Linked DNA regions of Mus musculus: region 1 is linked to region 2. A link is a contact called in public promoter capture Hi-C data. All regions are on one chromosome and are shown on one strand. Each heading gives the region's core, a stretch centred on a gene start, on an enhancer-like site or on the middle of the called end of the contact. The rest is flanking DNA. Distances are from core to core; before and after follow the strand shown. Region 1 holds the start of Dpm1 (dolichol-phosphate (beta-D) mannosyltransferase 1). Region 2 holds the start of Bcas1os2 (breast carcinoma amplified sequence 1, opposite strand 2).

Evidence for each region. Promoter capture Hi-C pulls out the DNA fragments that hold promoters and counts their contacts.
Region 1: a promoter capture Hi-C map of pre-B cells shows a contact between it and region 2, with 2.7 times the contacts expected there. The contact joins the promoter of Dpm1 here to the promoter of Bcas1os2 in region 2. A contact is called at or near these places in 1 of 39 promoter capture datasets (pre-B cells) and 1 of 115 datasets of contacts at active chromatin or transcription factors (large pre-B cells).

What each region holds. Positions count from the first base shown.
Region 1 is chr2:168,225,712-168,231,660 of GRCm38.p6, reverse strand. It overlaps Dpm1 (dolichol-phosphate (beta-D) mannosyltransferase 1), which reads left to right and starts at 1,282. Exons shown (of 9, transcript NM_010072.4): 1 at 1,282-1,468; 2 at 4,159-4,258. The coding sequence starts at 1,308. Mocs3 (molybdenum cofactor synthesis 3) reads right to left here and starts at 1,039. Exons shown (of 1, transcript NM_001160330.1): 1 at 1-1,039. The coding sequence starts at 1,026. It overlaps Gm20716 (predicted gene 20716), which reads left to right and starts at 1,282. Exons shown (of 12, transcript NR_132310.1): 1 at 1,282-1,468; 2 at 4,159-4,258.
Region 2 is chr2:170,353,269-170,359,068 of GRCm38.p6, reverse strand. Bcas1os2 (breast carcinoma amplified sequence 1, opposite strand 2) reads right to left here and starts at 2,708. Exons shown (of 8, transcript NR_040610.1): 1 at 2,671-2,708; 2 at 2,150-2,271. Bcas1 (breast carcinoma amplified sequence 1) reads left to right here. Exons shown (of 13, transcript NM_029815.2): 11 at 2,756-2,821.

The DNA.
Region 1 (5,949 bases), core at 33-2,532, 2.1 Mb after region 2:
CTTGTAGTCGGTCACAGAAATCCGCTCCTCGGGGCACAGCAGCTTCAGGGCGCGGCACTTGTCGGTGGCCGAGGAGCCGCAGAAGGCCTCGTAGTCCTGCAGGCGGGTCACGGTGGGCTGCTGCCCGCACACGACGCAGTCAGGCCGGCGGCGCCGCAGCCGGATCCGGCGGAAGTGGCCCCCGAGGCCGTCGAAGAGCAGCATGCTGCCGCTGTAGGAGGAGCCGAGGCCGGCGGCGATCTTGAGCACCTCGAGGGCCTGCGCGCAGCCTAGCACGCCGGGCACCGCTCCGAGCACGCCGCCGTCTGCACAGTTGGTCACTGTCTCCGGCGGGGGCGGCCGCGGGAACACGCAGCGGTAGCACGGCCCGCCGTCGTGGTGGTAGACGGTCATCTGGCCCTCGAAGCGCAGCGCGCTGGCCGACACTAGCGGCCGGCCGGCCAGCACGCACGCGTCGTTCACCAGGTAGCGCGTGGGCACGTTGTCGCAGCAGTCTGCCACCACGTCGTAGCCGCGGACCAGGTCGAGCGCCCAGTCCTCGGCGAGCGCGCGCGGGTACGCCACGCACTCCACCGCCGAGTTGAGACGGCGCAGCGCCGCGGCCGCCGAGCGAGCCTTGCTCTCGCCGGCCTGCGCCTCCCCGTGCAGGACCTGGCGGGCCAGGTTGCTCGTCTCCACCACGTCGTGGTCCACCAGCCCCAGCCTGCCTACGCCGGCCGCCGCCAGGTACTGCGCCAGCGGGCAGCCCAGCCCGCCGCAGCCCACCACGAGCACCGCCGCCGCCGCCAGGCGCAGCTGCCCGCGCACGCCCAGCTCCGGCAGCAGTAGCTGGCGGCTGTAGCGGAGGATCTCGTCCCGCGACAGCGCGGCCCGGGGCGCCAGCGGCGGCGGCGGGACCCGGAGCGGACGCTCGGGCTCCGGCTCGGCTGTCAGGGCCGCGGCCAGCCTCCGCTTGAGCGAAGCTAGCTCTTCCTCCCGCCGGGTGATTTCAGCCTGTAAGGCAGCTACGTCCTCCGGGGCAGCCATGACAGCCTCTTCCGGAAAGAGCCGGGAAGGGACTTCCGTTTCCGGTTGCCTGTCTCTTAGCGACTGGAAAACGAAGACGCTTCCTGGCCCTTGAAAGTGAAACGAATGGGTTTTTATCCGGGGAAGCCGTCACGATTGGCTTGAAACGGTCACCATATCTGGAAGTTTCCCGGGGACCACACTGGGACGTCGGAGCGCCGAGCCTCCCCCATGCTCCGAGATTTGGTACGGCCCGTGTCGGATGACGTAAGTCCGCTTCCGGCGCCTCTCGCAGAGCCGTCATGGCTTCCACGGGGGCGAGTCGCAGTCTTGCTGCGTCTCCGCGGCCGCCGCAGGGCCGCTCCTCGCGACAGGACAAGTACTCGGTGCTGTTGCCCACCTACAACGAACGGGAGAACCTGCCGCTCATCGTGTGGCTGCTGGTGAAGAGCTTCTCCGAGAGGTAGAAGGGGCTTCTCGCGCGGGGGCCGGGAGCCGGCCGCGGGCTGCAGGTCGGCGGTTGGCTGCGCGAGGAGACCCCCGGAGGCCCGGTCTCCGCTCCCTCCCGAGCCTGCTCGCGGCTTTCCCCAGCGGGGAGAACCGAGGAGCACAGCCCCGCGTCTTTCTCCTTCCTGCTCAGGTCTCTAGCGAGTCCGGTGTCTATCTGTTGACAGATCGCGCTGGCCTGCGTCCCCGGCCTGTTCTCTCTAAAGGGCTAACTTAACTTCTTTTTGACTTCGGGGCGAGGAGGTATGACCTCATACCTCTGGGCGGTCAGGATCCGCCGCCGGAGCCGGGAGTCCCGAGCCAGCGTTCTCCCCATCGCCTTGGGGCCGAGCGCTTACGTAAGCTTGTTGTTTGCGCTGTCAGAGAACTGCTGATGAGCTGGCAGGGAGCGAGCATCTTCGCCGAGTTTGATTAGGAACCCGGGCTTATTTGTGTGTTGTTTTGAAAAACACGGGGCCTTTCGCTTTGTTAGGCAGAGCCCTAGCTCTTAGGAACAAGAATTTTGATAGTGAAAGTGTTACGCATTTAAGAAAAAAAAAAAAAGGTCTCCGAACTAAACAGTAAATAAAATGCCTCCTGATGGCAGTGGCAGGACGGAGTCAGTACTTTACGGCCAGATGAGTGTCATGCTGTGATGATCATGGGCGATCTTTTACTGTCAACCTACAGAACGGGATTTTGCAGGAGTAGGATGGCGTAGCAGTGCGCTGTTTTAGACAGTGCGTCAGAAGAACACAGATTGTTTCCAGAGCTTTTTGTTTGTTGGTTGGCTTTTGCTTCTCAAACGACAATGAGGACGCTGTGCCCATATTTTCTAATAGCAAGAAAAAAATACTTGATCCCAAGCTATGCACTACAAGGGATACGTTTGCAAACGAGTTGTACCAAGTCCGAGGGCAGCTAGGGCTATATTAGCAGCCTCTGTCTCAGAAAAACAAAATACTTGGTACATAGTTCCTCTTTCTAGAAAGCACAACCTTACCGTACTGATTTGTAAAAGCCTTAGTCTGCATGGTTTGATTGGTTGAGGCAAGGTCAAAACTATGTAGCCCTGACTGGCCTGGAATTCAGATGCTGGTCTCTGCCTTCCAGGTGCTGAGATTAAAGGCGTGCACCACCACCACCACCACCCGGTTTAGGATTGCTGTTTTGGTTGCATCTGAATAAAAATCAGTTTCTATATGGTGGCCCTGTGATGTGTGGTGCGAGCATCCTTTTTCTTTATGTTTTATTTTTATTTTTTTAAGATTTATTTATTTTGTGTGAGCACACTGTAGTTCTCTTCAGACACACCAGAAGAGGACACCAGATCCCATTACAAATGGCTGTGAGCCACCATGTGGTTGCTGGGAATTGAACGCAGGACCTCTAGAAGAGCAGTTAGTGCTCTGAGCCATCTCTCCAGCCCAGGTTTTATCTTTAAATTGGCTCTGCCAGATTTTTCCAGATGTTTTAATGAGCTCTAGTTTTATATGCTAGTGTCTCTGCTCTGTTTAATTTATGAGTCCAACACCCCCGTCCCTAACCTTGGCACTCTACTTCCTTGCTCCCTCTCACGCTTTGTAACCAGGCTGGTCTGGAACACCCCAGCCTCCATCCTCAGCCTCTAAAGTTCTGGGCTATCTTTTTATTGAGTGATTTTGGGGATACTGGAGGGTGGAACTCTCCAGTGAGCTACATCCTGCAGTGGATGTTCTCCAATCAAAATGGAATTACCTTTTTCAAAATCAACATAATTTGTGTTTGGCCAAATTAAGTACCTATCCCATAGTTAGCGGGTCAGAAGGAAGCTGGTCACTGTCCCTGCTACTCTTGTGTTTTGGGGACAAGGTGCATGCAGGAACAAAAGCTGGCTGAGAACATCTGGTGCTTTGCTCATTCACTCTCCACTTTGGATTGTTTAAAACTGTTCTCTCTCGGCCTAGAGTGTCCCCTTAGGCTGGTGGATTCTTGAGTTTCTGTTATTTTAGGGGTTTCAAACCCCCACCTCCACCCCCACCTCCAGGACTGAAGGAATTACAGGAATGCCTAGTCATACCTATTCTTTTGGTTCCTGGGTTTCCAAATGCACTTTCTTGCTTGCATATCAGGCACTGTTACCACCGAACCAACTCCTCTTGTATCTATTCTTGAAGAATAGGCTGGGTTTTGTTTCCTTCCTGCCAGGTTTTCTGGGGCTAACGTATACCACTTTCAATAGTCTACCCTTCAGCACGAGTTTCCTGGGTGACTTCCTAGGTTCCACATTAAGGTCAGGAGGAAGGCGTTGCTTCCTTTTGCTTCCCCATGTACCTTATGATAAGGAGGTGGGGCATTATGGTGGTAGCGGGTGGGATTTTTTTCACCAGACAGTTACTTTGAATGGTGTTTAGAGTGGGAACTGGTGTGTGAATATAATGGGGAGCAAGTTTAAGAGTGAAACTCCGTCAGATAAATGCCAGCTTATTTAAATTTGTTGGTGCCATTTAAAGTTTTCTTTTGCTCTTTATTTTGCGATAAGATCTCTAGAATGGAAGACTGTGTGAAGTCACTATAGCTATATAGAGGAACTTTGAACATCCTGATACTCCTGGCTGTAACTTTAAAGTTCCTTTAAAATTTAGATACTGTTACCCACCATTAATATAAACTCAAATTTTATTTTAGTGCAATCAACTATGAAATTATAATCATAGATGATGGAAGCCCAGACGGGACAAGAGAAGTTGCTGAACAACTGGCAGAGATCTATGGGCCCGACAGAATTGTAAGTCACAGACCCTTTCCTGTCCTCTTAGGGAGGGAGGGAGTGTGGTAAGGAGCAAAGTCTGGGAAGATCCGAGGCAGCAGACCTTGCGATTGAAATTACATATCTGTGGGCCAGTGGTAATTTTACAACCAAAGAGTACACCTTGGTTGACCTCTGGCTTTGTGATGGAGTCTGCAGATAAATTTTTTTACACCCCCCCCCCCCCCCCGCCCCAAGGGCTTTTCTGTTTAGCCTTTTTTTTTTTTTAAGATTTATTTGTTTATTATATGTAAGTACACTGTAGCTGTTTTCAGACACTCCAGAAGAGGACATCAGATCTCTTTACGGATGGTTGTGAGCCGACATGTGGTTTCTAGAATTTGAATTCAAGACCTTCAGAAGACTAGTCAGTGCTTTTAACTGATGAGTCGTCTCTCCAGGCCCTAAATTTTCTTAAAATACCAAAATGTGACACACGGTTAGCCAGCGTATTATAGAGCTAATCAGGAGGGAGGTTTTGGGTTTGTTTCTGTCTTGCTCCCTTCTCTGGGCCCCCATGTACTTTGTATACAATGCTACCTGCTGCTCTAAGCTTGTAGACAGGAAAGGTTGCTTGCTGAATACCAAACTTGACCTTCTCCCTGCACCAAGAAATCTATTGTCCTATGAGAGTGACTTGGGGCAGCTACAGAAGCAATTTTATAGTGGCTTCATGAACCTGGTATTATTTTTGAAACAGAGTTGGAGCTTATTATAGAATATTCTCAATGTAGATTTTAAGCATGAGGGTAGGAGAGAGGTATCGGGACAGGACAGAGCTCTTGATGCTCTGTGAAAGCCCCAAACTCAGATCCCAGTACCCGCAGCAGGTACCTGATGGGTGCCAATAACCCCCAGCACACAAACACATGAACACATGCAAAGAAAAAGATGTTGCCAGTAGCTGTGAGCCTCTATAATAGTTGCTATGAGTTGTATTTTTTTTTATTACCAGTTTGGGTTTATAAATACATCTTTGAAAATGTTTTGTGATTATTGCTTTGGTAATTTTTTGGAACCGAAAGCACTCAGTTGGATACAGATTTAACTAGAAAACACACTGGTGCTAGCCATGCATGTCGTTTGTGTTTGCCGTCCCTCCATGCAGTAATTCCGGGTCTGTCGGCTGGCACACAATGCTGGATGATTAGCTGTAGGAACCTGGCCTGTTCAGGCATCTCTGTCCGCTGTCTACAAGATTCCAGTAGCAGCTCCCCTCCTTCGGCAACCTGAAACTTACCTGATGCCACTCCATGACCCTTTGGGGATAGATAACATTGTCCCTTCTTGGGCTGGAGAGATGGCTCAGAGGTTAAAGCCCTGCACACTTCCAGAGGTCCTGAGTTCAATTCCCAGCAACCACATGGTGGCTCATAACCATTAGGTGCCCTCTTTTGGCCTCCAGGCATACATGCAGACAGACCACTGTAGATATAATAAATACATCTTGAATAAGCAAACAAAAGCCATTGTCCCTTCTTTAGATAGAGAACTATTGTCAGAGAAACAGAAGTCTCTGGAGACTGTTGGATTCTTGCCTTTCAAGAAACGATAATTCACCACCATAAGAAAACAAGACCTAGTATTTTTGCAATCCCAACTGTGGGAATGATTTTTTTCCCTGTAGAAAGGGGAGTTGAACCAAAGACTGTGCACATGCCAGGCAGTGC
Region 2 (5,800 bases), core at 1,459-3,958:
ACAGCGTGATTCCCAATCCCACCCAATCCACCCAATCCTCCTCCAAGACTACCGAAGAGACGGAGGGAAAGGACAAACATCCAAACCCTGAACTGGAGAAGCAGCTGTAGAACACGTCAAGTTCAATAGTGCTCTCTTAGGACACCAAAGAGGATCGCTGTCAGGAAGCTGCAGAAAGACCAGTCCCTGGCATCCACTGTTGTTTTGGCTTAAAAAGCTATTGTGCTCATACATGTGGTGGTTGCTTTCCTATTGTGGTGATAAAACACCGTGACCAAAGCAACGTATAAAAGAAAGTCTACTCGGGCTTATAGTTCCAGAGAGATAAAATGAGCTGTGGCAAAGCAGAGGCATAGGGTTGGAACTGGAAGCTCCGAGCTCATACCTTTCTTTCTCTTTTTTTAAAGATTTATTTATTATTATATGTAAGTACACTGTAGCTGTCTTCAGATGCATCAGAAGAGGCATCAAATCTCATTATAGATGGTTGTGAGCCATCATGTGGTTGCTGGGACTTGAACTCAGGACTTTTAGAAGAACAGTCAGTGCTTTTAACCACTGAGCTATCTCTCCAGCAAGCTCACACCTTGAACTCAAAGGAGAAAGCAGAGAAACGGCAATGATGAAAGCGTTTAAAGTCTCAAAGCCTCCATTGACAGACTTCCTCCAACAAGGCCACACCTCCCAAGCCTCCCCAAACAGTGTCACCAACTGGAGCCCAAGCATTCAAATAACAGAGCCTTTGGGGACATCCTCATACAAGCCACCACACGTCTGTATTTTGCAACTGAAAATTTTCCCAGGGGGTAGGGGGAGATGGGTGGCTCGTTTGGAAAACTGTTTGACTTCCAAGTGTGAGGACCTAAATTTCACCCCTGGAGCCCATATTTAAAAGACCAGGTGACACATGCTTATAGTCCCAGCACCGGAGGGACAGAAACAAGCAGATCTCTGGAGTTCACTGGTCAGCCAGTCTAACTAAGTTGGTGAGTTCCAGGTTCAGTTGACTCTGCTTAGGAGGCGAATGCATTCTGGGGAATGTTTCTCGCGGTGAAGAGACACCGTGACCAAGGCAACCCATAAAGGGAAGCACTTGACCGGGAGCTGGCTCACAGTGTGTTAGATGGTTAGTCTGTAACCATTGTGATGGGGAGCGTGGTGGTACACAGACAGGCATGGTGCTGGAGAGGCAGCTGAGCCCCCATACATAACCACAGGACACAGGAAGGGAGAGGGGGTGAGAGAGACAGAGACAGAGAGAAACAGACAGAGACAGACAAACGGATTGGCTTGTGCTTTTGAAACCTCAAAGCCCATCCCACTGACATACTTCCTTCAGTAAGGCCCCACCTCCTGATCCTTTCCTCTGACACTTTGAGCGTCATCTCTCAGACTGAAGAGCAGCATCTAACACTAATCCCTCAGAATGCATTTGAGCTCCTGTAAGGTTTTCTTTGTCGTGCGTGTCTGGTATGTGTGCTTATATATGTTTGCCTGTACCTGTGCACATGTGCACCTGAGGCTGATGTTGAGAGTCTTCCTTACGTGTTAAGGGTGTGGTCTCTTGGTTGAACCAGGGGCTCTCAGATACAACTAGCCTATGTTAGCCAGGAATCCTGTTTCCACCTTCCTCCAGTGCACTGGAATCACAAATGGCCGCCATGCCCACCCAGCCTCTTGGGGTCTGGGCTCTGTCTTCACACCTGCCGCTTGCATGGAAGGTGCTTTAGCCACCCGGCCAGCTCCCGACCCGCCTCTCATGTTATCAGGATGAAGTGTTCTGAGCTGTGCTGTGCTCTGTGAGTGTGTGCTGTCTGCTAAGAGAACATCCCAGTTGATAGCGGTGCAGTTGGGAGTCCCCGCTTCCTGAGCAGCTGGGAGGAGATGATACTAACCAATGAGCGCGCATCCTCACGTCACGTGGGAGTTTGAGCGCACCAGCACAGTTTGTGGCCAGTTAGAGCACAGCTCAGAGCCCCCTGAGGAGCTTGTTAAACACGGGTGGCTGAGCCCCAGGCCCAGAGTTTCTGATTCTGTGGATCTGGATCTAAGCAGATGTGAAGAACTTACATCTCTCTAACGAGTCCCCTGGTGAGTCTGGTGCCTCTGGGCCTGTGGCCACACCTTTGGAACCGGTTGCTTAGCTCACCTGGTTGAAGGAATCAAAGATGCAGATTTGACTAGGTACCGCCCTGTTGAGGAAGCCACTGGCTCTAGGGGGCGCTAAAGGATGGAGGATGGGTGCTCATTAACTCAACTCTCCTCCACTGCCTAAAAGTAGCAAAAAAAAAAAAAAAAAAGTTAGCAGGCAAGTTCATTCATTTATTCATTCATTCACTCATATCTCTAACCTCCTTTTCCTTCCAACATTACTTTCTTCCCCTCCTTCTTCTGAAAGAGGATCTCATTTAGCCTAGGCTATCTCATAGTCCTACTGCCCCCGCCCCTAAATGCTGGGTTTACAAGTGTTTTCCTGGGGAGACAGGAGCAAATGTCTATTTAGCTCATATATAATTTTTATTTCATTTATTTGTTTGATTGATTGTTGTTCCTTCGGGACGCTAATACTTGAATTCAGCAGACTCTGATGACACAGCCCCAGCTCTCCGAGTGACCCCTTTCCATTCCTGTCTGTATCCTAAATATCAAGGATAAATGAGGGGGGTTCACCGTCGTCATTGTCATCGTCGTCGTGCGTGCACCTGTGCACCGTTGCTGTGGTTACTGAAAGGATACTGTCTGTTTGTTGTTGTAGTCAGTGAGATCGAGCGAAGGGATCCCCCGCTCGGAAGAAAGTAACGTGAAAGACTCCAGCTGCCAAGTAAGTGACCGTGAACTCAGCCTGCGGGCAGGTTCAGCCTCGCGACCTGGAAGTTCATATCCACTTGTGAAACATTGCCTGGTTAAGCACCCACTGTATACCCAGCAGTATTGGGCTCTACAGACATGGTATGGGGCGAGTCCTCAGCGCTTCTCTCTCCATGTAGAAAGTTTCTTCCCAGACTTCCAGTGTTAGCAGAAATGTCACCTCCTCAAAGAGCTCCTGTGCCCCGCGGTCATCCCTGTCATAGAGTTTGCTCCCTTCTTGGTGCTGTAACAATTCTCATGTCTCTCCTGATCCTTCCCACCCATGTCTGGAACATTGTAGAGCAAGCAGGTGCTTCTAGGTTTCTCTCATCTTCTGTGGTGTCTGGCACAGAGACTTATTAGATCAACAATGCTCATCTCCTTGCTTTCTTTACTATTGACAAACAGAACGCTTGACATCTGTGCAGGTGCCTTCCTTTAAAAATGAGACCATGGGCTGGGTGGTGGCCCGCAGCCCTCTTCGTACAGGGTTTGCCTCACACATGGGAAGCCCTGGGCTCCATCCTGGCACTGCATAGAACCAGGCATGGTAGCACACGCCTGCAATCCCAGCACTTAGGAGGCAGAGGGAGGAAAATTAGCTGTTCAACATCATTACTAACCCCCTATTTTATAATACAGCACTCTTTTAATTTAAATAGATACTTCCATAAAAAATATCAGAGCTCTTTTGTTAACTTTAATAATACAAAGAAGTGCTTAAAAGCCTGTGTTTTAGACTCAAAGGGACTGGGTCTGATCCTGGCTTAAAGGGTTTTTCTGTTTGCTTGTTTTTATGGATTTTTTTGCTATAGTTGTTTGGAAAGATTGCCAATCTCCCAGTCCCTCAGTTCCCTTACCTAGGAGGATGTAGGGGACGCAGACTCCATAGAGCAAGCGTCCTGCCTAGATGAATCAGTACTGGGCAAGCACTAGGAACACTCCTGGTGTGGAGGCTCAATAAACAATTTAATGTCAGGGTAGGCTGCCAGAGCGAAACGCCATACAGTGAGTGACTCAAACCACAGGAATTTCTCTCACACGTTTCTGTTGGCTGGAAAGGCTACAAGCAAAGTATTGGCGAGGTTCTCTCCCTTGCATGCAAATGGCTGCCTTCCACCTTGCAGGGGAAACGGGAGGAAAGAGGAGGAACGAGGGAAGAAGAGTGCCCCCTGGTGTCTCTTCCTAGAATGACGCTAAGCCTATGAAATCAGCTCCATCTGTAGGACCTCATTTAACGTGAATTGTTACTTTGTTGCAAACATAACCACAAAAGGAATTCGTTTTCAGGGGGTGAAGTGGAGTTGCATGATTCAGCCAACTGCGGTGCTCCTTGTCATTATTGTCAAGCTGTTGATAGGGATTCACCATCCTATTATTTTGCTTATAGCACATGAATCTACAGCATAATTCAGATTTCTACTTCTATTAATAATTATGAAAGTATATGTTTTCATATGTTATGAATATAATATTAGAAATCATGATGTTTTCCATTTATTTTTTATACCTATATTGGACCCCCAAATCTACACACAATACTGGGCACTTTGGTGCCCAAACTTTCAAAGGTTCACCTTAGAAACACAGTAAACTTACTTTATACAAAAAGGAAAAGACAGGCCAGTGAGATCCCTCAGTGGGTAAATTCTGGTCGTGACACCCTGCCAACCTGAGTTTAAATCCCAGACCATACAAAAAGATGAATATCGTGGTACACATTTGTAATCCCAGGTCTCCTATGGAAAATGGGAGGCAAAGACATAATTACCTGGAAGTTCATAGGCCAGGTAGCCTGGAGGACACCGCACAGAATCAAAAGCAAGCAAAGACCCCCAAAGCAAGAGAGACCTGCCTTAACAGGTGGAAGGAGAGAACTGACTCTGAAAGGTGTCCTCTGACATGCTCGTGCACACACACACACATACACGATGCATACTGCACACACATGCACACACACATGCCACATACCATACATACTGTATATACATGCACATATACACACACATGCCACACACGCAGATACACTACACATACATAAACACATCCGTCATACACACAGAAATATACTACACATACTACACACACATACATACGCACATGCCATACACACAGATACCCTACACATGCTGCATGCATACAAACACATACATATACACATAATCCACACATACATACCACACACAGATACACTACACATTCTGCACACACATACATGCCACACACACCCACACTGTACATAGTGCATGCAAGTACATGCATGTGCACACACACATACACACACATACACACACACACTGTACATAGTGCATGCAAGTACATGCATGTGCACACACACACACACACACATTTAAAGAAAAAATCCAGTAGACTGTCTAGTTCATCTGGACCCTGCAAAGGGACAACGATATACCAATAATTTTAGTGGTTCTAAGACAGCAGTGCCATTAGTGGCACTGAGTGGGCGGGAAACCTCCTCCTGTTTATCTGGAGGCTCGAACGTCAGTTTGAGAACTCCATTTTTCAGGTCCTTGAGAAGTGATGTGTCCTCATCAGGAGATGACAGAGGCTTTGTTTCGTCTTAGAGGGAGAAGGAAAGTAGACACCCTGTCCTCTGAGGTTTGTCCTCTCATGGGTGCTTGTAGAAGCCTGAGCACTCCTAGCCTCAGGTGGCCTCCAGAGTCCAAATAAAATGAGACACGCCAGTAGCTGTCTTCTTCCACTTCCTGCTTAGATGGTTCGCATGTGAATATTTCTGGTGTGGGTTTTGAAAAAGAGTCAGACTCGAGGTAGAACAGTCAAGTCTTCAGTATGTAATAACAAAGGCATTCTTGCTCTCAAGTGAATAACCAGATTAAACCAGGCTTGGTGACACAGACTTGAGGAGCTAGAACAAGAGGATTTGAAAGTTCAGGACCAGGCTGAGGGAGAGAGTTCAAGGACACCCTGAGCA